Regions from separate parts of the Salvelinus alpinus genome. Here region 2 is linked to region 1. The links are chromatin contacts, called in public Hi-C maps. All regions are on one chromosome and are shown on one strand. The core of a region is the stretch at or near the end of the contact, and the rest is flanking DNA. Distances in the headings are between cores, read along the strand shown. Region 1 holds the start of yju2 (YJU2 splicing factor homolog). Region 2 holds the start of d2hgdh (D-2-hydroxyglutarate dehydrogenase).

Region 1 (6,290 bases), core at 1,524-4,023:
AGGCCCTGCAGAAACAACACACAGGACATAAGTAGGCATGTTGGTTAACATGTATTGTGAGGCCTGTGTGTGTGTTTGGTCTGTGTGTGTTACCTGTGTGTCAGTGAGTCTGTCTGTGGTGAGGATGTCAGTAGGTCTGTCTGTGCTGGGTTTCTTTGGTCTGCTGCTGCTCTCGCTCTCCTGGTCTGAGTCAGAGTCAGAGTCTCTTAACCTCTTCACTAGAGCTCTCTCTAGCATCTCCCTGTAACACATACATAACCATTTTGTTATTTTGCTTTTCTTGCACTATTTCAAAAAAGAAATTGCTTAACAATTTCCCTCATCATCATCCCTCTGTCTGTACTCACCGTGTCTCCCTCTCGTCCTCCTCCCCCTGTCTGTACTTACCGTGTCTCCCTCTCGTCCTCCTCCTTCTCCCTCTCGTCCTCCTCCTTCTCCCTCTCGTCCTCCTCCTTCTCGTCCTCCTCCTTCTCCCTCTGTCTGTACTCACCGTGTCTCCCTCTCGTCGTCCTCCTTCTCCCTCTCTCTGTCTGTACTCACCGTGTCTCCCTCTCGTCCTCCTCCCCCTGTCTGTACTTACCGTGTCTCCCTCTCGTCCTCCTCCTTCTCCCTCTCGTCCTCCTCCTTCTCCCTCTCTCTGTCTGTACTCACCGTGTCTCCCTCTCGTCCTCCTCCCCCTGTCTGTACTCACCGTGTCTCCCTCTCGTCGTCCTCCTCCTCCCTCTCTCTGTCTGTACTCACCGCGTCTCCCTCTCGTCCTCCTCCTTCTCCTGCTCTTTGGTCCTCTGCTCCAGCTCTTTGTATGTTCCCAGCATTCCTTCAAAGTCCACCGAAGCCTGCCTCTGGTTCAACTCCTTGAGCTCCTGAAGATTCTCCAGAACCTCCATCTCCATCTTAGAGTCCCGCGTACGGTTCTCCAACACCTAGAACAGAACATCATCAGCACGGCTCTTCAACACAACATCGTTACGGTTCTCCAGAAACCTGGTAGAGAACATATCATCAGTCTGTCAGGTTCTCCAGCACTGTTTCTCTAGATATACCTTCATAGGGTTGTTCAACTCTTCCTCCTCTCTGTCCTTAGTTATCTTCTTCTCTTCCTCCTCTAGAAGTTTCTCCGCCTGGAAGTTCCTTGTGGCTCCGTGTTCCATGGCATAGTCTGTGTTCTCCGGATCAGTCTGCAGACAACACACACTGGGTGAGTACACACACTGTTCTAAGACGTAGTTTGTGTTTTATGACTCAGTTTACAGACACACGTGCAGAAACAAATTTACCTTAAAGGTGATCTCGGCCAGGCATCGTGTACACTTGATGTAGAAGCGGAAGATGGGCAGTCCCATGTAGAGCTCATTCATCACAGTCTCCTTACGGGCGTTGAACTTCTTCCCCTTGTAAATGTACTCCCCACAAGTCTTACACCTGCAAGGCACACACGCAGGGACAGGGTCAGAGCACACACACGCAGGGACAGGGTCAGAGCACACACACGCAGGGACAGAGCACACACACACGCAGGGACAGGGTCAGAGCACACACACACGCAGGGACAGGGTCAGAGCACACACACACGCAGGGACAGGGTCAGAGCACACACACACGCAGGGACAGGGTCAGAGCACACACACACGCAGGGACAGGGTCAGAGCACACACACGCAGGGACAGGGTCAGAGCACACACACGCAGGGACAGGGTCAGAGCACACACACGCAGGGACAGGGTCAGAGCACACACACGCAGGGACAGGGTCAGAGCGCGCGCACACACACACGCAGGGACAGGGTCAGAGCACACACACACACACGGACAGAGCACACACACACGCGGGGACAGGGTCAGAGCACACACACACGCAGGGACAGGGTCAGAGCACACACACACGCAGGGACAGAGCACACACACGCAGGGACAGAGCACACACACGCAGGGACAGAGCACACACACGCATTCATTCACTCACACCTCATGGTACCTGTTTCTGGGCAGGGTTGTAGAGTGTTGACATACCTCATGTTGAAGGGAGCCATCAGCCGGACCACATACTGCCTGTCTTTAGGGAGCTTGAGTTTGGGTATTTTAGCCGGGTCGAAATCTGGCGGGTAGTATTTCTACAGGAGAACGAACACAGTCAGCAGTGTAATTTAACTACGAAATATCTGATTCACATTGCCTTTATCAGTCAGTAGCTACAACAACGAGAGGAAAACATACAAGAATTAGACAAACACAATTCACATAAAGAGATGACAACATTCAACGTTTACAGCAAGAGCCTGCTCTATATCAGTATATCCTCATAAGGAACGATAGACAGGAAACATAGTTAGTTAGTTACAATGAGTACGACTACTAGCTACATAGCTAGCTAAGCGTATTGAGCTAGCTACTACTATTGTGCTACTACTATTGTGTAACATTGAAGCAAAAAGTGTTTGCTTCAATGGCCAAGCCTGATTAGCAACACGCAGCTTGCTAGCAAACATTGCATTCGCTAAACAACTGCCCGTTTTCAGCGAATTGAGAATAAATCAAGACATAGTAAATAAGAATTGTACTTACGTTTAAAACTTTTCTTTCTGACATTCTTAATTGGAAATAAAACCTAACTTTAGCGACGAAATGGAAGGATAAACTGTGATAATGTTAGCTAAAGAGATCGCTAGCCTGCTGTAATGCGATGTTTGAGAAAAGCAGAAAATCCTTTCCGCTTCCGGGGTAGGTCCAGCCTTCATAATAAAAGTCGCTCATGTAGAAAAACACGCATTTAATATTACTCAATCTATAAATATTGTTTAATGATTTATATTTTAATTTAAAATGTGTCCATGAACGTGGGGTTGAGTCCCTACTACGTTATCTACGGAATAGAGTGTCAACATGGATCTGCATCACAGCAATATTATAAATTATGGATTACATTTGCCATCATAAGAGAGAGGATTTCAGAATGACATCCATTAATAAGAAAAACGTAATAAAATATTTTTGTGAACTGAGGGAACGGGAATAGAACCTGAGTTGCTGGCGTGAAAGGCAATCACGCTACTGCATTTTTCCAACAGGGTTAACCTACTTGGTGGGAATTGTAAGGTGGCTCTATTAGCGAGGATTGCGACAATATAAATGTTGTTTATAGCGTGAATAAAAACAGACCTGAAGATCTTTTAAATGGCTCATTGTGATAAGGCTTTTATTTCATACAGGATACCTGAAAGCTATTGAGCAACTGAAACATTTGCCAGCGTGTTTTTTTTTACAGCAATACAATTCATTTCCTGTATTTAACATCATATGCTTGGTCAATTTTATTTACATGTTTTTATTTAAACTTTAAGTAGGCAAGTCAGTTTTGAACAAATTATTATTTACAATGACAGCCTACACTGGCCAAACCCGGGACTCCCAATCACGGCCAGTTGTGATACAGCCTGGAATCGAACCAAATAAATAAAATTGACCAAGCATATGATGTTAAATACAGGAAATGAATTGTATTGCTGTAAAAAAAAAACACTCAAGCATGAGATGCAGGGCCTTAGACCACTGCGCCACTCGGGAGCCCGAAAGAGCACACTGTGATTCAAGCATTATCCACAGACTATGCATCCATATGATTTCACCCGTGTGTGCAATACTGTACGGTCAGTCAAATGATCCTTACAGTTAAAACATTTTCTCTACTTGCTGTGACAACCTTTAATATGTCTCCCCAGAGCTGCTGTCTGTCTGAAGCATTTGCCACAGTCATTACAGCAAAATGATTTCTTCCCTTTGTGTATCATGGTATGCATTATCAAGCCTGTCCTATAAGGAAAACATTTGTCAGTCTCTGCACTGATATGATTTCTCCCCTGTGTGAGATCTCATGTGCACGGTCAAATTTCCCATCTTGTTGAATCACTTGCCACATTCTTTACAACTGTCAGATTTCTCCCGTGGGAGATATTGTATGGAGGGTCAAGTTTTCCTTACGGTTGAAACATTGGCCACAGTCTTTACAGTGATAAGGATTTTCTCCTGAGTGTAGCTTTGTATGTCTGATTAAGTAAACCTTTGTGCTGAAACATTTGCCACAGTCTTTAAACCGATAAATTTTCGCTGCATGTAATTTCTTATGTCTAGTAAATTCTGCCTTCTTGTTGAAGCATTTGCCACAGTCTTTACACTGATAAGACTTCTCCTCTCTAGACCCGTGTGTACTTTTTATATGCATGGTCAAGTTTCCTTTGTTGCCAAACCATTTGCTACAGTCTTTGCACCAATAAGATTTCTCCCCTGTGTGAGATCTTGCATGGCCAATTTAAGATTCCTTTGTTATTGAAACATTTGCCACAGTCTTCGCAGCGAAACGATTTTTCCCTTGTGTGTATCCTCATATGATTAGTCAAGCCTATATTATTGTAGAAGCCTCTACCACAGTCTTTACATCGACATGGTTTCTCCCTTGCAGAACAGTCTGGATTTATTGACAGGCTGTGAGTCACTAGTTGGTTCTGGTACTCTGTAGCCCTCTCCATCAGCTTCTGTTTTGATCTCTTCAGTTGTGATGATAGGTAGAGTGTCCATCTCTCTGTACTCCACAGTTTGGGTTTGGTCAAGATGTGAGGGCTGGGGTGGGTCCGCCTGATCCAAGTCACTATTTACACAGGGAGGATAGAATATAGAGTCTTTGGTATCAAACTCCAGCTGTGAAGCCAGACCCCCGTGAATGTGACCTTGCAAGCCGTTCCAGGGAAGCTGTTAGTGAAGTGGGCCCCTCCCCCTTCCTGGTCTGACCACACCCTCTTCCCCCTGAAGTACCAAGTCAGATACCACTGGGACAACAAGGATACCCCACATGAGATCACTGTGAGTGCAGACTCTTATAATGTGTCTGTGTGTGTGTGTGTGTGTGACACTGTCTTTCTCTCCTTTTCTCACGCTCTCTCTCTCCTCCCCCCTCTCACTCTCGATCTCTCTGGCTCCCTTTCTCTCTCTCCTTCTCTCTGTAGTTCGATCCGTTTGAGGACACCAAGAAAGTTCTACCAGGCCTGTCTCCTGGGAGGTCTTATCTAGTTCAGGTGTGTTCCATGGAACTGATGGGGCTGGGACAGAGCAGTGACTGGAGCCTACCTATCACTGTCACTATGCCTGCACACTGAACAACCACATGTACACACTGAGATAACACACACACACACACACACACACACACACACAAACACACACACACACACACACACACACACACACACACACACACACACACACACACACACACACACACACACACACACACACACACACACACATACACATACACACACACACAGCGATCCCACACATAGATCAACACAGGTCACACCCATAGATCCACAACTTGGCTTAACAATGATAATAAAAACACTCTATTTGTGACGCACTTTTCCAACATTGTGCTAAATATGCTCATTAAAACAACACAGTGGTATTTAACTCAGAACTGACTCCAGCATTTCCACAAACACAAACAATAAAAATCAGTCGGAAACAACCACCACCAGAGGAGTAATGAACTCCGAGTGTCTGATGCCCAGGGAGAAGGCAGGAGGTCTGGGGAGGTGGAGCAGGACCTTCTCCGGGCTGTGGGTCCCTGGCCCAGGCTTCTGAGACTGATCGTTGGGCCGGGTGGTCCGGCTCTGAATCAAAATTAAAATCACATCCAACTTTATTTTAAGGGAAACATCCCAATACTCTAGTTTAGAGGAAGATATATGCAAGAAAATACTATACAAAATATTCAATTGTAAATAAATAAATAGCTAAAAAGCTAATTACATTTTTTATTTATTTTTATTTATTTAACCTTTATTTAACCAGGTAGGCAAATTGAGAACACGTTCTCATTTACAATTGCGACCTGGCCAAGATAAAGCAAAGCAGTTCGACACATACAACAACACATAGTTACACATGGAGTAAAACAAACATATAGTCAATAATACAGTGAAAAAATAAGTCTATATACAATGTGAGCAAGTGAGGTGAGATAAGGGAGGTGAAGGCAAACAAATATATGTATAAATAAATAAAAATATAAAAAAAGGCCATGGTGGCGAAGTAAATACAACACAGCAAGTAAAATAAAAACTAAAAACACTGGAATGGTTGGTTTGCAGTGGAAGAAAGCGCAAAGTAGAGACAGAAATAATGGGGTGCAAAGGAGCAAAATAAATAAATAAATACAATAAATACCTACATAAATATAAGATAAAGCTATAAACCTGCATAGAGAAGGACGGCTGTCGTGTGAGGTAGACGCTGGGGTCA
Region 2 (6,305 bases), core at 1,795-4,294, 150 kb after region 1:
TGGAAGCGTAAGGCGGACTGTGCCCATTCCAAGAGCTCCAATGGGATGTTTTCATCAGAGAGAGCAGAGACCATCCTGGGAAGAGTGGGCTTTCTGGTCAGGTACCACATGCAGAAAATCCCGTTTTTGAAGAATACGAAACTGAATAAGAAGTTGAAAGATGATGAGAAAGAGAGAAAGGGGATGAAAAACAAGGAGCAGGAGAAAATACAGAGGGAGAAGAAAGAGAGAAATGAAAGAGAGAAACAGCAGAAGAAAGTCATGAAGGCTGAGGAAAAGAGGGAGAAGTTAGAACAGAAAAAGAGAGAGAAGGAAAGAAAATAGGAGGAAAGGGCAGAGAAAAAGAGGTTAGAGGGGCTGATGAAGATACATAATGACATGATGAAAGACAGGATTAAGAAAGAGAAGAAGTGTTCTGAGGAGCTGAAAAAGAGAGAGAAAGCTCAAGCTGAGTTCCTGGAGATGGAGAGAAAGATTCAAGAAAAGGAGGAGAAGAAGAGAGAAAAGATGAGGAAAGAGGAGAGGAAGAGACTGGAGAAGAAGAAAAAGAGCCAGCTGGAGGTGGAACTGAGAGGGTGATAGAAGAGAAGGGAAAGGATGAAAGCTTGAAGATGGATGAGCATACTGGGTAATAGAGAGAGGGAGCAGGGAGGGATACTGTATTTTTCCATGCAATGAAAAAAGGAATAAAAAAATTAAATTGAAAAGGTTTACACTCTGTTTGACTTTTGTCAAGGCATACTGTATAACACAGTATAAACACACAATGTTTACTTTTCACAAATATGGGGAGTGTTGCACTGTTAAAATGTTGAATTCCAAATCGACCCGATGGAGCGGAGCTGTGCATAGATGAGGAGGGAGGAAAGGGAGGGGGAGTGGATGGAGGGTAGAGCGGAATATGATAGAGAGGAATATGATAGAGAGGAATATGATAGAGGGAATATGATAGAGAGGAATATGATAGAGTGGGATATGATAGAGAGGAATATGATAGAGGGGAATATGATAGAGGGAATATGATAGAGAGGAATATGATAGAGAGGGATATGATAGAGAGGAATATGATAGAGGGGAATATGATGGAGAGGAATATGATAAAGGGGAATATGATAGAGGGAATATGATAGAGAGGATTATGATAGAGGGGAATATGATAGAGAGGAATATGAAAGAGGGGAATATGATAGAGGTTAATATGATAGAGAGGAATATGATGGAGAGGAATATGATAAAGGGGGATATGATAGAGGGGAATATGATGGAGAGGAATATGATATAGAATGAATGGAGGAATGTCTGATGCTCTTGAGCAAGAAAAGGTCTCTGATTGGCTTGATCAACATGGATAAGAATATTTTCAAACATGTTTTTAACAATAGGCACTGTTGGCAGGTTCTATAGTCAGCTGATATTGATTTCCTTAATTAATAATTTATTGAACTAGAATGCAAGAATTCAGCGACACAGCCAACAGCATCTACCCCCAAGCCATAAGACTCCTGAAACGCTAATCAATGGGCTACCCAGACCCCTCTTTAACTCTGCTGCTACTCTCTGTCTATTATCTATGCATAGCTACGTTAACTCTACCAACATGTACATATTACCTCAAGTATCTCGACTAACCTGTGCCCCCGCACTTTGACTCTGTACCGGTGCCCACTGTATATAACCTCGCTATTGTTATTTTTCTGCTGCTGATGAATTATTTGTTACTTTTATTTAAACATTTTTACTTAACAGTTTTTTTTCTTAAAACATCTTAAAGCATTGTTGGTTAAGGTCTTGTAAGTAAGCATTTCACTGTAAGGTCTACTACACCTGTTGTATTCGGCGCATGTGACAAATAACATTTGATTTGATTTAACCTACTCTTCAATCAAGTGTTTTAGGCCTAGATAATTACACATCCAACACATCTTATTTCTCTACCAGCATGCGTACCGTAAAGATCCCTCGACTGCAAGGCATACTGTATAACACAGTATAAACACTAAGCACTCCTACATCTTGAAAGTATTGGATAGGTGTACAGGGAGATATAGGTGTAATGTGGCCAACATAGCCTATCAGAGGGAATGGTAAAGCCATTACCAGTGCTTATACATTTGGGATGGTAGAGAAAATTCTAAAACAAATCTCATAATCTCTCATCCATAGTCAAATGAACTACTGTCGTCTGGGGTAATGTAGATAGCTACACGCCTGAAAATACCCATCTCCACTAATAGGGCAATAATTAAGAAATGTAAAACACCTGGAGCTGTGATGAACCTTCCTGGAAGAGGACGCAAGTGTATTTTGCCCCCACGCACAGTGAGAAGGATGGTTCAAGTGGCTACAAAAATCTCCAAGGATCACAGTTGGAGAATTGCAGAAGTTGGTTACATCTTGGGGTCATCAAGTCTCCAAAACTACAATTAGACAAGTTATTTGGAAGGGTTGCCAGAAGAAAGCCTCTGCTGTCACCAAACCACAAACGTAAGCAGCTGGAGCTGGCTAAATGTCATTGGAACTATGATTGGAACCAGTTTCTATGATCTGATGAGACTAAAATTGAGATTTTTGCCAACAAACACCAGAGGTGGGTTTGGCGTAAAAAGTGCCATGGCCATGCAGAAAGTAACCTAATCCACACTCTTTTACTTCCAAAGGCCATGGGAACCTTGTTAGGTTACATGGCATCATGGACTCCATCAAGGACCAGAAGATTTTAGGTCAAAAGGAGTGAGCTGAACATTAACATTATGGGAGGTATGCAACCCAACCTTGTCTGCCTAGGGGGACTCATTTATTATCAAATTCAGAAAATGAACTGCTGATAAAATAAAAGCTTGCCTTTGTTATGATTTGTTTTGTTATACCCAGATATCATTCATAGAACAGTGGCCATTGAAATGTTATATAATAAAACAAAATATTATTCTAACGTTTTAGGAGCGTTTTTATCAGACAAACTTTTATTGTGCTTTTACTTTATTAAAACCCGGAAATACCCTTTTTGTGTTGCACCTCCTCAGAACTGTGTTTTCAGCAAAACGGTCCTGACCTCCCACTTGTTCTTACGTACTAGGTTCCTAGCTAGCTGTCCTGGATGTAAACAATTGATTGACCACAACAATCTTGACGTTGTAGTTTAATCTGCCCTTGAACTTTGTGACAGATAGCTATATTTGCGACATTATACGACATTAATAGAGACACTTGCATCCAACAACGTTCCCAGATTGGTTGGTAGCAAACGTTATACGAAGTAACGTTAGCTAGCTATAGCCACATCTTGTATTTTTCAGTGGTTGACGTATAACGTTAGTTGCTAACTAGTTAGCTAATAATAGCCCATGTCATAACAAGTCTGATCTAAAGTTGCAGTGCTGTTGCTTTCAAGGAAAACGTCGTTCATCTAATGAGAATGGTGCACATTCTAAGAAGCTAAGAAAAGCACAAACACGACAGGTACAGTATGTTTTTATTTAACCTTTAATGAACTAGGAAAGTCAGTTAAGAACAAATTCTTATTTACAATGACGGCCTACACCGGCCAAACCCGGACGACGCTGGGCCGATTGTGCGCCGCCCTATGGGACTCCCAATCACGGCCGGTTGTGATACAGCCTGGATTCGCCTGGATTCGAACCAGGGTGTCTGTAGTGACGCCTCACGCACTGAGATGCAGTGCCTAAGAAAAGCACCACTTGGGTTAACAAGGGGAAGCATGGCATTGTTGCATGGCACTAGCTTACTGTTGTGTGTGTGTGTGTGTGTTTAAACCATTAGATTGTGGTTAGATTTACAAAATTAGATTGTGTAGTTATATTATTGGTTTTAGTTATGCAGGAATAATTTGTCAAATTTAAATTAAAGTCAGTGCATGTAAAACATCCACATAATACACTTTGCAATATAACTAAGTATCCCTCCCCATCCACTCTAGGCATCCGCTCTCGTCCCAGCCATGGCTGGTCTCCTCCACAGAAGGTTGCGTCTGAGAACTGCTCTTAGGTGGATGAGTCCCCTCAGCACTGCCTCACCTCCAGCCGTAGTCAGAACTTTACCCCCAGGTTTCAGCAGCAGCCTGCTCCAGACACCCAGGCCTGGGTCTTGTGGCGTCTGCTGTCGGGAGCTCCATGCTGGGGAAGAGAGACCCACCCCGTCACCCACGGCTGCCCCAGAGAGGAGGCCTTTCTCCAGGGTAACTCCAGAGGACCTGGCCTTCTTCAGCAAGATAATACCAGGCAGGACCATCACTGACCCAGATATACTGGAGGCCTGTAATGTGGACTGGCTCAAGTCAGTGAGAGGTGAGAAAAAAAGAGAGGGGGAGGGAGAGAGCGAGCGAGAGAAACAAATAGTAAAAACAAATATGAAAATGTATGCACTCACTACTTTAAGTCACTGTGGATAAGAGTGTCTGCTAAATAACTAAAATGTAGGAAGATCGGTCAGAGGAGGGAGATTGTGGAGGAAAGAGCTTGCTATCTTTGTCTCCTCTGTAGGGTTGTTAGGAACTGTTTATGTACTTGTTATTGTTGTATTGAGTCGATGTGTTGATCTTCTCTCTCTGTCTGTGTAGGTTTCAGTGAGGTTCTGCTGAGGCCCCAGACTACAGAGGAAGTTTCTCAGATCCTTGGGTATTATTCTCCAGTCTTCTACTTCATGAAGCCAGGTTTCCTCTACTGTTGTAGTGTTACATGACTGGTAGGAGGCAGTGTTCCTGTGTTCTAATGTTGTGTTGTGTTGTGTTTCTCCTGTAGGTACTGTAACAGTCGTAACCTGGCAGTGAGTCCTCAGGGTGGTAACACAGGGCTGGTTGGAGGCAGTGTTCCTGTCTATGATGAGATCATCCTCTCTACCGCTCTCATGAACAATGTCATCAACTTCGACTCTGTCTCCGGTCAGTATCGTCTGTAATTCTAGGGTTACTGTCAGTATTCATTGGTCAGTTACACGTCAAATTTCCTGTTCCAATTATCAAAGTTTTGCCCTAGTGTTTTACAGTCCAATCCAGTTGAGCCAGACTCACCCCTCTCTCTCTTCCTCTCCTGCTAGGTATTCTGTCATGCCAAGCAGGTTGTGTTTTGGAGAGCCTGTCTCTTTACCTAGAGGACAGGGACTACATCATGCCTCTGGACCTGGGGGCAAAGGGAAGCTGCCATATAGGAGGCAACGTAGCCACTAACGCTGGAGGACTGAGGCTGCTACGCTACGGATCCCTACGAGGGACAGTATTAGGACTAGAGGTGGTCAGTAGGGGAGGGGGGGAGACAGGGGGCTATGCCTTTTGAAATTCAACTAACTATAAAGGACAGCACCAATACTCTGTGTGTGTGTATTTGTGTGTAGGTGCTAGCAGACGGGAGGGTCCTGGACTGCCTAGCCACCCTGAGGAAGGACAACACAGGATATGACCTCAAACAGCTGTTCATCGGGTCAGAGGGCACGCTGGGGGTCATCACCGCCGTAACCATCCTGTGTCCACGGAAACCTAAAGCCGTCAACGTGGCCTTCCTGGGTGGGTGTGACCTGACCTCATGACCCCTCATGACCTTGTAACTGGTGATCATCTGATGTCACATATGCATCCTCCTTTTGACTTATTTATGTTTACACACTTTCACGCAGTCCAATATATGACGCATGTGATGTGTTTCTTCTGTGAGATGATCGTCATGACAATTTAATGTGATGATATAATCGTGTGTGTGTGTCCAGGCTGTGAGAGTTTTGAGCAGCTGCTGCAGACCTTCCAGCGGTGTAGAGGCATGCTGGGAGAGATCCTCTCAGCCTTTGAGTTCCTGGACAGAGAGTGTATGAGACTACTGAACACACACCTGAAACTGGCTAACCCTATCACAGGTACACACACACACACAGATTTTCTAATGCTTTTGAACGTTCTAGTAATTGTTCGTTTGAGTAATTCTAACTCTGATTGGTTCAAAGCCTCCTATCTATTTCCTACTTTGTTCCGCAGACTGTCCGTTCTACATCGTCATAGAAACGTCCGGCTCTAACCCCACCCACGATGAGGAGAAGTTGCACCAGTTTCTGGAGGAGGCCATGACATCATCCCAGGTTATCGACGGGACCGTAGCAACGGAGGAGGCCAAAATCAAGGTGACTTTCATTTTTGAATATGTTGATATCAAATAAAAGAGAATAATTAAAAAGAATGATAAAACATTGGAGGATGCAAGACACGTTGCCTCAATGTGTGTTCCTGTGTGTGTGTTCCTGTGTGTGTTTTCCTGTGTGTGTGTTCCTGTGTGTGTTTAGGCTCTCTGGTCACTGCGTGAGCGGGT

The links. A called contact is a pair of places that touch in the nucleus more often than the background predicts.
Region 2: a Hi-C map of red muscle shows a contact between it and region 1, with 7 times the contacts expected there. The contact joins the promoter of d2hgdh here to the promoter of yju2 in region 1. A contact is called at or near these places in 2 of 3 Hi-C or Micro-C datasets (muscle and red muscle).

Annotation. Positions count from the first base shown.
Region 1 is chr38:1,089,007-1,095,296 of SLU_Salpinus.1, forward strand. yju2 (YJU2 splicing factor homolog) reads right to left here and starts at 2,774. Exons shown (of 8, transcript XM_071387304.1): 1 at 2,562-2,774; 2 at 2,010-2,110; 3 at 1,278-1,422; 4 at 1,044-1,178; 5 at 742-923; 6 at 94-241; 7 at 1-5. The coding sequence starts at 2,585. ebi3 (Epstein-Barr virus induced 3) reads left to right here and starts at 4,435. Exons shown (of 3, transcript XM_071387262.1): 1 at 4,435-4,488; 2 at 4,701-4,850; 3 at 4,994-5,165. The coding sequence starts at 4,435. The coding sequence ends at 5,143. It overlaps odf3l2a (outer dense fiber of sperm tails 3-like 2a), which reads right to left. Exons shown (of 6, transcript XM_071387495.1): 5 at 6,245-6,290; 6 at 5,374-5,659. The coding sequence ends at 5,501.
Region 2 is chr38:1,242,798-1,249,102 of SLU_Salpinus.1, forward strand. It overlaps d2hgdh (D-2-hydroxyglutarate dehydrogenase), which reads left to right and starts at 3,045. Exons shown (of 10, transcript XM_071387090.1): 1 at 3,045-3,459; 2 at 3,938-4,304; 3 at 4,577-4,634; 4 at 4,758-4,897; 5 at 5,053-5,246; 6 at 5,347-5,515; 7 at 5,716-5,859; 8 at 5,978-6,120; 9 at 6,280-6,305. The coding sequence starts at 3,959. It overlaps LOC139566196 (a long non-coding RNA gene), which reads left to right and starts at 2,273. Exons shown (of 2, transcript XR_011673069.1): 1 at 2,273-2,484; 2 at 2,658-2,852.